Linked DNA regions of Sus scrofa: region 1 is linked to region 2. A link is a contact called in public HiChIP or PLAC-seq data. All regions are on one chromosome and are shown on one strand. The core of a region is the stretch at or near the end of the contact, and the rest is flanking DNA. Distances in the headings are between cores, read along the strand shown.

Region 1 (4,825 bases), core at 872-3,371, 380 kb after region 2:
AGGAAGCTTTTCTGTTCTTTAATTGCCTTTGGAAAAGAGGGTTCCTCACACCCCAGAAAGGAATGCTGGGGGACCGTTTGAAACATCTGAGCTTACCATTCTCAGAACCTATTAACTTTGCATCTGCTGCTGTGATGCCAGGAAAATAGAAGTCCCGGCCTTGAATGCAGAGCGGCAGGGTCCTCTAGGCGCCCTCTGGGCATCCTGTCCCATCAGCCGCACCCAGCACCCCCTGCGCCCCCCCCTTCCCCGACCGGTTAAGAGGCAGAGTTGGCGGCTTTTCCTGGTCGAGGATGTTCACAGGAAGGCTTGTGGTGAGGCAGGTGGAGGACACCCAGGCATCGCAGTGGGGCTGACTTAGGCCTGGGAAGGACGGCAGAGACCATGGCCTGTCCTCACTGAGCACACCCAGGGTCCCGTGTGTCCTGGGCCAGTTGTTTATCAGGCGAGGAAGCACGCGGTGTGCTGCCTGCGCTCCAGTGGTTAAGGGATGTGATTAAATGCTACTGAATTATTTTCATAATAGCAGTGTGAACTCAGAATTTAATTGAGCTACTGTAACTCACTTCTGGGGTTTCTGGACTTTGATGACGAGAACTCTTAGGTTTGCCACAGACAGAAAGCAAATACATCCGAGAGCCGGGAAAGCGAGTCCTCCTTGGAAGCGGCCAGCCTCTCCCACGCGGAGCACCGGGAGGGCTGGGACACTGCCCTCGGAGGCTTTGAAAGCTGGAGCCGAAATGGATGCTGGCTGGGTGTTGCTCGGCACGGTTCCAAGGTTTCGGAGGCCGGTCGTATTTTAAAGAAGTCAAACAGCCCCTCTAGGCGAGCTGCAGGAAATCCAGCCCCTGGCTGCGCCTTGTGGCGCGGTCAGGGCAGCGGGAGATAAAAGGCCGGACTGTTGGAGGCGAGGCCCCTCCTGTCACTGGATGGCAAACTGTTAAGGGAAGATAAAGGGGGAGCAGGGATGTTCTGTCTGAACGGCACGAGGGGCCTTTATCACAGGCGGCCAAGGCGAGGGAAGGGGTGCCGGAGAGACCCTCAGCTTGGCCCTGAGCTTGGAGAGGACGCCACCTGAGCAGCCGGCGGGCCTGGCCTTTCCAAATCTCTGTGCTCCCAGGTCCCCGCCCTGATTTCTCCCTGGCGTGTCCCCTTCTGGAGACGGCGGGGGTCTGAGTTCTCACCGAGGGGGGGGCCCCGCCCACCTGGGGGTTGATCTCCTCCTGGCCTTCCTGTGCCTGTTTCTCATGGTGGGGCTCGCAGGCCAGAATCGTGGGGAAGAGCCTGGGAGGACAGACAGGGTGTGTGTTTCAGACCTGCTGGGCTGGGGGCTCGGCCCTCGGGTCCCTTCACTTAGCCAGCCCGAGAGCGCAGTTGTCCTGAGCCAGGGTCCGGGCGCCGCAGACATCCCCCCGCCCGCCCATCCGCCGCTTTCCTGGCCGGGGCCTCTGCCGGTCAGCTCCTGAGGCTGGGAGGGGTCGGCCGCCCAGGCCCCCTCCTGCCCCGCAGCGGCTTTGAGGTTTTGCTCAGTTTCCTTGAAGAGAAGCCCTTAGCTTGCTGGTGTTTTTGGTTGATTGGCTTGGGATAAACACGTATCAGCCGCTTCTGTCTCAGGGTCTTTGTTTTTCTTAGAAGCACAAGGGAGAGACATGGTGGCCCGTTTCGAGGCACCGGGACAGGGCTCGGAGCTCCTGATCGCGGGGCACAGCCGCCGCCGCCGAGTCACGCTCAGCTGACCGGCAGTGGTGGCCGCCGAGCGCCCCGGCCCCGCCGACTGACGACTGCCTTTGCCCGACCGGCCCGTCTCCTCACCCCGCGCGCAGGGAGAAGCTTTGCCAACAGCCCTCTTAGCCTCCACAGAGTAATTTTGGTTTTATAAGGAGTGTTGTGCTGAACCCACCCTGAATTCTTAGAATGTGCAGCCCAGATCTCAGGTGAGGCACCTGCCCCCCCCCCCCCCCCCGGGGTGGGAGGTGGGGGGGCGTCGCCTGCATCCAGCTCCTCCTCAGGGCAAAAGTAGAGAAGCCTGTTTCTTCCGCGTGACCCTCTCCCGAGCCTGAGCCGGTCTGCGAGGCCGCCCCGGGACCTCAGGGCCTGTGAAAGAGGAGCAGGATATTGCCTCAAACTCCCTGCAAACTGCTCCTGAACTTTCCCCCAGCTTCCTCCCCTGAGCTGCGAATGTGACCGCAGGCCCCGAGGCCCCGTCAGCAGAGTGTGCAGAGCAGCCCAGTGGCTGCTGTCCGGTTGGCCTGAGCGGCAGGGGCAGGGGGCTGGGGGCCAGCTTCTAGGGCTGGGGGACGAGGTGCCGGCGCAGGTGGGGCGGGCCGAGCATCCGTGGGGGGCCAGCAGCGCAGACTTCCTTGATGAAGCACAGGGGAAGCTCACCAGGATTTGTTTCAGCGACGTTCTGAAGCCGGAGGCGTTTTATTTCCTGCCGGCCTTACAGCCCTGCGAGCTGGCAGCAGCTGTTTCACTCCTGATTGTCGATGGGATTGCATTTGTGATAAGCTAAATTATATTTATATTTCATTGTTACACTTAGGGGCTGGAGCAAAAATTTTTTTTGAGATCTGCAAACGGGGCCCTGCCCTCCAGGCATTGGCGATCCTGCAGGGGAGGCTGTGGGCAGCTGTGGGGGAGCCAGCCCAGGGGCCTGCTGAGCTGGAATGCTGGGGGCGAGCGGTGTCACATCCGTAGCTCATGTACTGTGGGTGCCGTGCTGTTTGTAAAGGGTGTTCACGCGTACCCCCTTGACTGATTGCTCATTTTCCAGATGAGAGAACCGAGGCTCGTAGACCTAAAGCTGGGGGCGAGCTGGGTTTCCAGGCCAAGGTGGAAGACGCCTCGCCCCATGCTCTTGAAGCTCTGCTGTAGGTTCCTCCTCCCAGCGCATCCCTGAGTCGCCCAGTAGGATGACAGAGGGACGGTCCTTTCAGGTACTTCTAACCTGGACGTCGGAAGGACCTTGTCCTGTGGTCTCACCCACTGCCGGGCTGTGTGGTGTAATCCAGCCTCTTGACTGTTTCCAGACGCAGCAAGGTCATCACCCACAAGGCATCATTCCGTCAGAGGGCAGCTCTAGTTGCTCAGAGCTCCGGGATATGGAATCTTGGGGCTCCAGACCCGCTTCCTTCTGCTTCCCCCCAAACCTCTCTCCTTATTCCACGCGCCCGGCCTTCAACCGTTTCTCGTCTCCCCCACTGGGTTTCCTAACCCTCTCATTGCTCAGCGCCCTTTTCCGAACACCTCTTCCGGGGTGCTCCTTGCGGCACGGGGCGTACACGCATCAGACAACCTGGGCTAGGGTCCTGGCTGAGCGCCTGAGGAGCCGCGTCACAGCCAGCAGATCCCCAGTCGTTGCCCTCTCTGATGCGAGGAGGGCTTACATACAAGTCAAGTGCCTAACGCCTCTCCTGGTCCAGAGTTTATGCCCCAGATGGCTGACCCCCTGCCCAGTTATGAGAGAAAGGACACTCCGAAAGACCTGCGTTAGACAAACCCTAGACGGCTGACACTTGGACTGAAATCCTGCTTTCTGGTAGCAGTAGCCTCCTTTGCTGGTTCTAAATTCCTCAGCCAAGGTATGGTGTGGGGGCCGCTCCCACCCTTCCTGATAAGCCCCAGAGCAGATCTGAGGGTGGGGTGGGGAGGGGTGGGGGCTTCCACACCTTATCCCCTGCAGGGAAGACCCTGCCCTACCCTGGGGGTAGGTGAGGGTGCCCTGGGTCTGTGCACAGCCCCGGGGCCACCCCTTGCCGGCCCACTCCCTTTCTCACCAGCTTCCTTGCAGGGGAGAGAACCCTACTGGTTTCTGCCAAGTTGGGCAAGAAGGTGATGAAATACCAGGTCCTGGTGGCCAGGAAAAAAGACTGGCTCACCTGGGGAGAGGGACAGGGCCGCGCTCGAGGGCTGCCAGGGAACAAATGGCTGCCATGTGGCAGCTGCCAAGTGGCTCCAAGTCTGGCAGCAGTGAGATGAGATTCCTTCAGTGCTGGGGGGGCGGGGTGGGGAGCTGCCGCGTGGAGGCCGCTCGTCACTGCAAAGTGTGTACCTGGGACTTGGTCCCATTTCCTCCCTCCAGAGAAGCCGGGAGCCCCGCAGAGGGATGCAGGAATGGTACCCCAGGGTGGCTTCATCCAGCCTGTGCCAGACGACCGCCCCACCTCTCCACACTTCCTCTTTGAAAGAGCAGCTGTCCTCTGACTCACGTAGCTCGGTTTGGTGGACAAGGACCCCTGCCTCCCGCAGAAGTTGTGTGTAATGGAGCAGTGCCACCCCCCACCCCCCGGTCTTTATTTGGAGAGGAGAGACGGCCCTTTGGCCCGGAGCTGCCCTTCCCGCCACACTTTACTCCATGTGGACGTGTGCCTTCACCTGAAGGCCATGCACACTCTTTCTGAAGGGTGGCATCGGTGGCCTGTGTTACTCCTGGTGTCCCGGGGGGGGGGGGGGGGCCGGGCTGGGGCCCTGAACCTGGGCAGAAGGGGCAGCCGCTCAAGGCCAGTCCGTTTTCCTTCCTCCACCATGGGTCTCATTAAGAGAGAAACACAGGAACCGGTGAGGCCTTGGGATGCCCTGGGGTTGCCTTCTGGCACAGTGGACAGTTACTGCCAGGAGGGAGACCCAGAGGGTGTCCAGGGCCGCCGGGAATCCTGGCCAAGGGGCTCACCTTTGGGGACCATCCCACAGCACCCTGGAGCGGACAAGCTTGGTGAACGGCGTGGCTCTGGGTGTGGGGGGGTCTTTGAGGGTCCAGAGCTGCGGGGGGGCCCAGGCTGAGCGGCTCTGCCTGTGCACTGTGGCCCCGGCCCCGTCCTCGCGTCCC
Region 2 (4,976 bases), core at 1,724-4,223:
CCGGTTTTCCATGCCCCTCTGCCCCAGGAGCCATGGCAAGCTTTTCGGAGAGCTTTGGTAAAGCCGTATTTCTTTTAAAAGTGCTCCGCCACTGTCTCTGGGATCTTCCTCCAGGCCTCTGATACCCTTCTCTAAGCCCTGATGCCCACACCGTGGCAGCGGGAGCTGTGACCAAAAGCCGCCTAGGTGACAGCTAGAGGAAGAGATGTCAGCAAGGTCAGGGCCTGAGAAAGTGCTCCCCTTGCATCCAGGAATGGGGTGCAAGGCACTGAATGCTTGCGTGCGGCTAAAATTCACACGTAGGCTCGCTAACTGCAACAGGACGGTGTTTGGAGGGGGCCGCGAGGAGGTGATTGGGTCGTGAAGTTGGGGCCCTCACCCATGGGTTAGTGCCCTTGTCAAAGGGACCTGGCTTGCTGCCCTGTAAGGACAAAATGACAAGCCAGTGACCCAGAAAAGGGCCCTTCCCCGACCTGGCTGGCACCCCGATTGCCCTCATTCAGCCTCCAGAACTGTGGAAATACGTTTCTGGCTCACAAGCCACTCAGTCTGGCAGTTTGTTTCAGCGGCCTGAACGGACCCAGACTGGTGATCTGCCGAATGTAACAGGTGTTTTTCTGCCTCCCTCCCCCACCGCCCCCACCCAGCCACGTCCGTGTGTGAAGGAGGAAAATCTGGCCTCTGTAATAAAAAGTGGGGGAGACCACATGGGAAAAAAGCATGGCAAATGCATGGTCAACCAACCCGACTGTCCTCAGCCGGTCCACGGTGTGACTCGGCCAAGCGGGAAGCTAGACCCGGAGCATTAGGAGGCCTGGGGGAGACGCAGCAGACACAGGGCACAGGCTTGGGGCAGACTCCGCGGGCGGGGAGGGCGGTTTCTCCTTAACTCACCCAGTGGCACTCCTGTGCCCATCCTGCCCAAGCTCCCAGCTGCTCGTCGACAAAAGGGATGATTACAGCATCTTGTAACGTGTCATAAAGAATACAGAAAATCATCTACGGAAATGCCATTCATAAATGCCAAATACCTTTTGTCCCCCCCTCCCCATTTATCCCTCTCCCAAAATGTAGCCCCAAGCCTCACTCCAAAGGGTGAACTAAATCAGAACCAAAAATAGAAAAATCAGGAGTTCCTGTCGCGGTGCAGCAGAAACGAATCAGACTAGGAACCATGAGGTAGCAGGTTCGATCCCTGGCCTCGCTCAGTGGGTTAAGGATCTGGCACTGCCATGAGCTGTGGTGTAGGTTGCTGACCACAGCTTGGATCTGGCGTCGCTGTGGCTGTGGGGTAGGCTGGCGGCTACAGCTCTGATTCAACCCCTAGCCTGGGAACCTCCATATGCCACAGGTGCAGCCCTAAAAAAAGACCAAAAAAGAAAGGGGGGGGACAGAGAAAATGAAAGCGTGTTTTTGTCTGTATTTCACAGCTTCCTGTAAGGGACTATTTCTCCTATAAAATGTACTTTTTTCGCCAACACATAAAATATAGCAGCTAAAGATTGGGGGCATTTGGGGGATTTTTTGTATAAAGAAAGAGTGTTTTTGTAGGATTTTTAAAGGCAACACTCAATGTACAGTTATCACAAAACATTGGCTCTATTCCCTGTGTGGTACACAAGGTCCTTGCAGCCCGTCTAACTCCCAGCAGCTGGTACCTCCCACAGCCCCCCCGCCCCGTGTTGCCCCTCCCCCTCCCCCTGGTAATTACTGCTTTGTTCTCTACATCACGAGGCTGCTTATTTTATTTTATTTTATTTTATTTTATTTTATGGCCACTCTTTGAAGAACTGGAAAAGAAGCATTTTAAAAAAAATTTTTAAGGGCTCTACCTGCAACATATGGAAGTTCCTAGGCTCGGGGTCAAATCAGAGCTGCAGCTGCTGGCCTACACCACAGCCACAGCCACAGCCACGGCAGATCTGAGCCACATCTGCAACATATGCCAAAGCTTTCCAACAACCCTGGATCCTTAACCCACTGAACGGGGCCAGGGATCAAACCCACATCCTCACAGAAACTGCGTCCGGTTAAGAATCCCCTGAGCCCCAACAGGAACACCAATGAGGTTGCTTCTTTTTTGTGATACTCACTATCTTCGGTTGATTTATTTATTCGCTTACTTAGTCATCTACTTGCTTATTTTGGTCGCACCTGTGGCATGAGGAAATTCTGGGCCGGGCATTGAACCTGTGCCACAGCAGCAACCTGAACCACAGCAGTGACAGTGCTGGATCCTTAACCCGCTGAGCCACCAGGGAATTAACACGTCACTGTCTTTTAAAGAGTAGTTCATTTGGAGTTCCCATTATAGATCAATGAGTTATGAACCCAACTAGGAACCACAAGGATGCAGGTTCGATCCCTGGCCTCGATCAGTGGATTAAGGATCTGGAGTTGCCGTGAGCTGTGGTGTAGGTTGCAGACGCGGCTGGATCTGGTCTTGTTGTGGCTGTGGCGTAGGCCTCAGCTGCAGCTCTGATTCAGCCCCTAGCCTGGGAACTTCTGTATGCCGCGGGTGTGGCCCTGAGAAGCAAATAAATAAATAAATGAAGTCTAGCCCATCGGCATGAGTCCAGTCCGCAGAGAGATGAGCTCCCCCTGCCCTTTGGCATCCACGGATGGAGACAGAGCAACTCTTCCGGGCAGGGGCAAGCTCAGTTCCCGGCTGAGTCAGCGAAGCCGCAGCGGGTCCCCAGCCTGGTGCTCAGACAGGCTCTGCCCACCCTCTCCAGGGCACACCCGCCACAGCATCCTCCCGGCTCCAGGTGAAAGGCCCCAGCACGGAGCATGTGGACACAAACCCCTGCCTTCCAGGAATCCCACACACTTCCTCCCTGGGCTGGTTCCTGGCAGGGGTGGGGCTGGCCCCCGTGGGCAGGAAGCCCAAAGGGCACGCCCAGCTCAGCAGCGATGCTCCGGGAGATCAATGAATCATTCCCTTCGGTCTCCCGTCTCCACGCTGAGAACAGCAGCCTCGCCTTCTCTGTGTGTTCAGAGGACTAAGGCCTTGGACACTGTGGCTGCTTAGGCCTCTCCAAAGGGTGGAACAGCGGGGTGACTAAACACCACTAAGGCACTTAGCGGGTGACCTCCAGCCTGGCCACTCAGTAAACCGCACCCCTAAGAGCCAAGCGCGCCAAACTCCAGGCCATTTAGAGACACAGCGCAGAAGGCTCTGTCTCATATTCTCTCTCCCCGCCGTGGCCTGTGAGCGGTTTATGCCCCCGCTGTTCCCAAACCAGAGCTCCCTGCCCCTGGGCCGCTGCCCCCTCCCCACCGGGACCACCCCTCCCACTCCTCTCTGGGGCCTCAGGCCAAGGCCCGGGTAGGAGACCCTGTGAGCCTGGATTTCTCAGGGAGTGAGACTGAGGGAGCAGGAAGAGTCAGCACAGGGACGTGTCACCACGTTGGCCACCAGACCAGCAACCTGGAAGGAGATCTCGCTCGGCTCTTGGAGAAGCGTACAGCCTGAGACTCAGAATCTGCCTGAGGGAGTTCCCACTGTGGCTCAGCGGTAATGAACCTGACTAGTATTCATGAGGAATCAGGTTCAATCCCTGGCCTCACCCAGTGGGTTGGGGATCCGGCGGTGCCATGAGCTGCAGTGTAAATTGCAGATGCAGCTCGGATCCCGTGTTGCTGTGGCTATGGTGTAGACCAGCAGCTGCAGCTCCAATTAGACCACTAGCCTGGGAACCTCCATATGCCATGGGGGAGGTCCTGAAAAGAATCTGCTGGGGGACGAGAGGCAGGAGCATTTGTTCTTTGGCCCCGGCCCAGCCTCCCCGGCCCTCATCTCGAGGCTGAGGACAGCAGAGTCTGGGGAAGGGCCCGGAGGCGTCCCGCACCAGGGCGCAGGGGAACCAAGACGGGAGTTTGGCAGCATCTCCACTGGGATGGGTCGCATGCGCAGCCCAGAGAATCCCGACGGGCGGTGTGTAGATGCAGCGCGTGACCAGCCCTGGAGGGCAGGGACCTCAGGACAGGAGGGTCACCCCCACGGGGCAAGACCGCCTTGCCACTGACAGCAGCTGTGCAGGAGCTCCTTGAACTTGCGCTTGGAGACCAAGCGTTTAAGCCTCTGATGATGGTGATAAGTCTTCTGTGAACATATTTCGACACCCGGGAATCCCAACAAAATCTTATTTTGGTAGACACACAGCGTGTAACAGATATCCAGGCCAGGGATCGCATCCCAGATGCAGCTGCGACTTACGCCACAGCTGTGGCAATGCCGGACCCTTTACCCACTGCGCCGGGCTGGGGATCGAGCTGCTGCAGTCGGATGCTTAACCCACGGCCCCATGGCAGGAACTCCAGAAACGCCAAGTTATAACCAACACCATCAAGCTCTCTTACAGCTACTCCAAGAGAGGGGCCCGTGAAAGATGAACTGAGAAAGATGAACTGAGGTTGGAATAAGCGCGTTCTCTGTCCAAAGGCAAGTGGGCGTCTCTTTCAAGGCCTGGGGCGGACGTCTACACGCCTGAGAACAATGAGAATCCTCTTGCCTTGATGCCAAGGAAATAGAAACAGAAAAGAAATAGAAAACAGGAATAGAATAGGAATTACATAGAGAAATGTACGCGTGACAGTGACGGGGGGAGGAGGAAGAAAATGTGCCCCCTTCCTCCCCTTGGGTCGGAAAGAAAAGCATATGTTGAAATAAAACCTTGAGAAGATGGTGTTGTGATGAGACACTGGGTCGTGTGTCAGCTGGGAGCTCCCTACACGGCTCCCGGCCCAGAGCGTGGCCGGCCACAGAGGTGCCTGCAGGCTCCTTGCACTTCCTTTCAGTGAACAGTGCTGAAAACAGTGTGTGTGTGTGTGTGTGTGTGTGTGCGTGTGTGTGCGCGAATGGGTGTCCACGTGTGTATGCCTGCTTGTGAATATGTGCGCTTTTATGTGTGTGTGCGCGTGTGCACGTGGTTTTGCACGCGTGTGCCTGTGAGTGCCCTGCGTGTACATGAGCG

The links. HiChIP or PLAC-seq counts read pairs in DNA pulled down with a chosen protein or histone mark.
Region 1: a contact with region 2 is called in an H3K27ac HiChIP or PLAC-seq map of alveolar macrophages. The contact joins two enhancer-like sites. A contact is called at or near these places in 2 of 2 datasets of contacts at active chromatin or transcription factors (alveolar macrophages and skeletal muscle).

The regions. Positions count from the first base shown.
Region 1 is chr7:4,563,465-4,568,289 of Sscrofa11.1, forward strand. All of the region lies in intron 1 of RREB1 (ras-responsive element-binding protein 1), which reads left to right. Among named protein-coding and RNA genes, the nearest start is that of RREB1, 54 kb to the left of the region's middle. Within about 2 kb of position 2,122, at least 32 of the 83 cell types and tissues checked have an H3K27ac peak or open chromatin away from gene starts, as enhancers often do. A contact at or near this core is called in alveolar macrophages, where this site is marked.
Region 2 is chr7:4,181,103-4,186,078 of Sscrofa11.1, forward strand. No RefSeq gene overlaps it. Among named protein-coding and RNA genes, the nearest start is that of LY86, 75 kb to the left of the region's middle. Within about 2 kb of position 2,974, at least 17 of the 83 cell types and tissues checked have an H3K27ac peak or open chromatin away from gene starts, as enhancers often do. A contact at or near this core is called in alveolar macrophages, where this site is marked.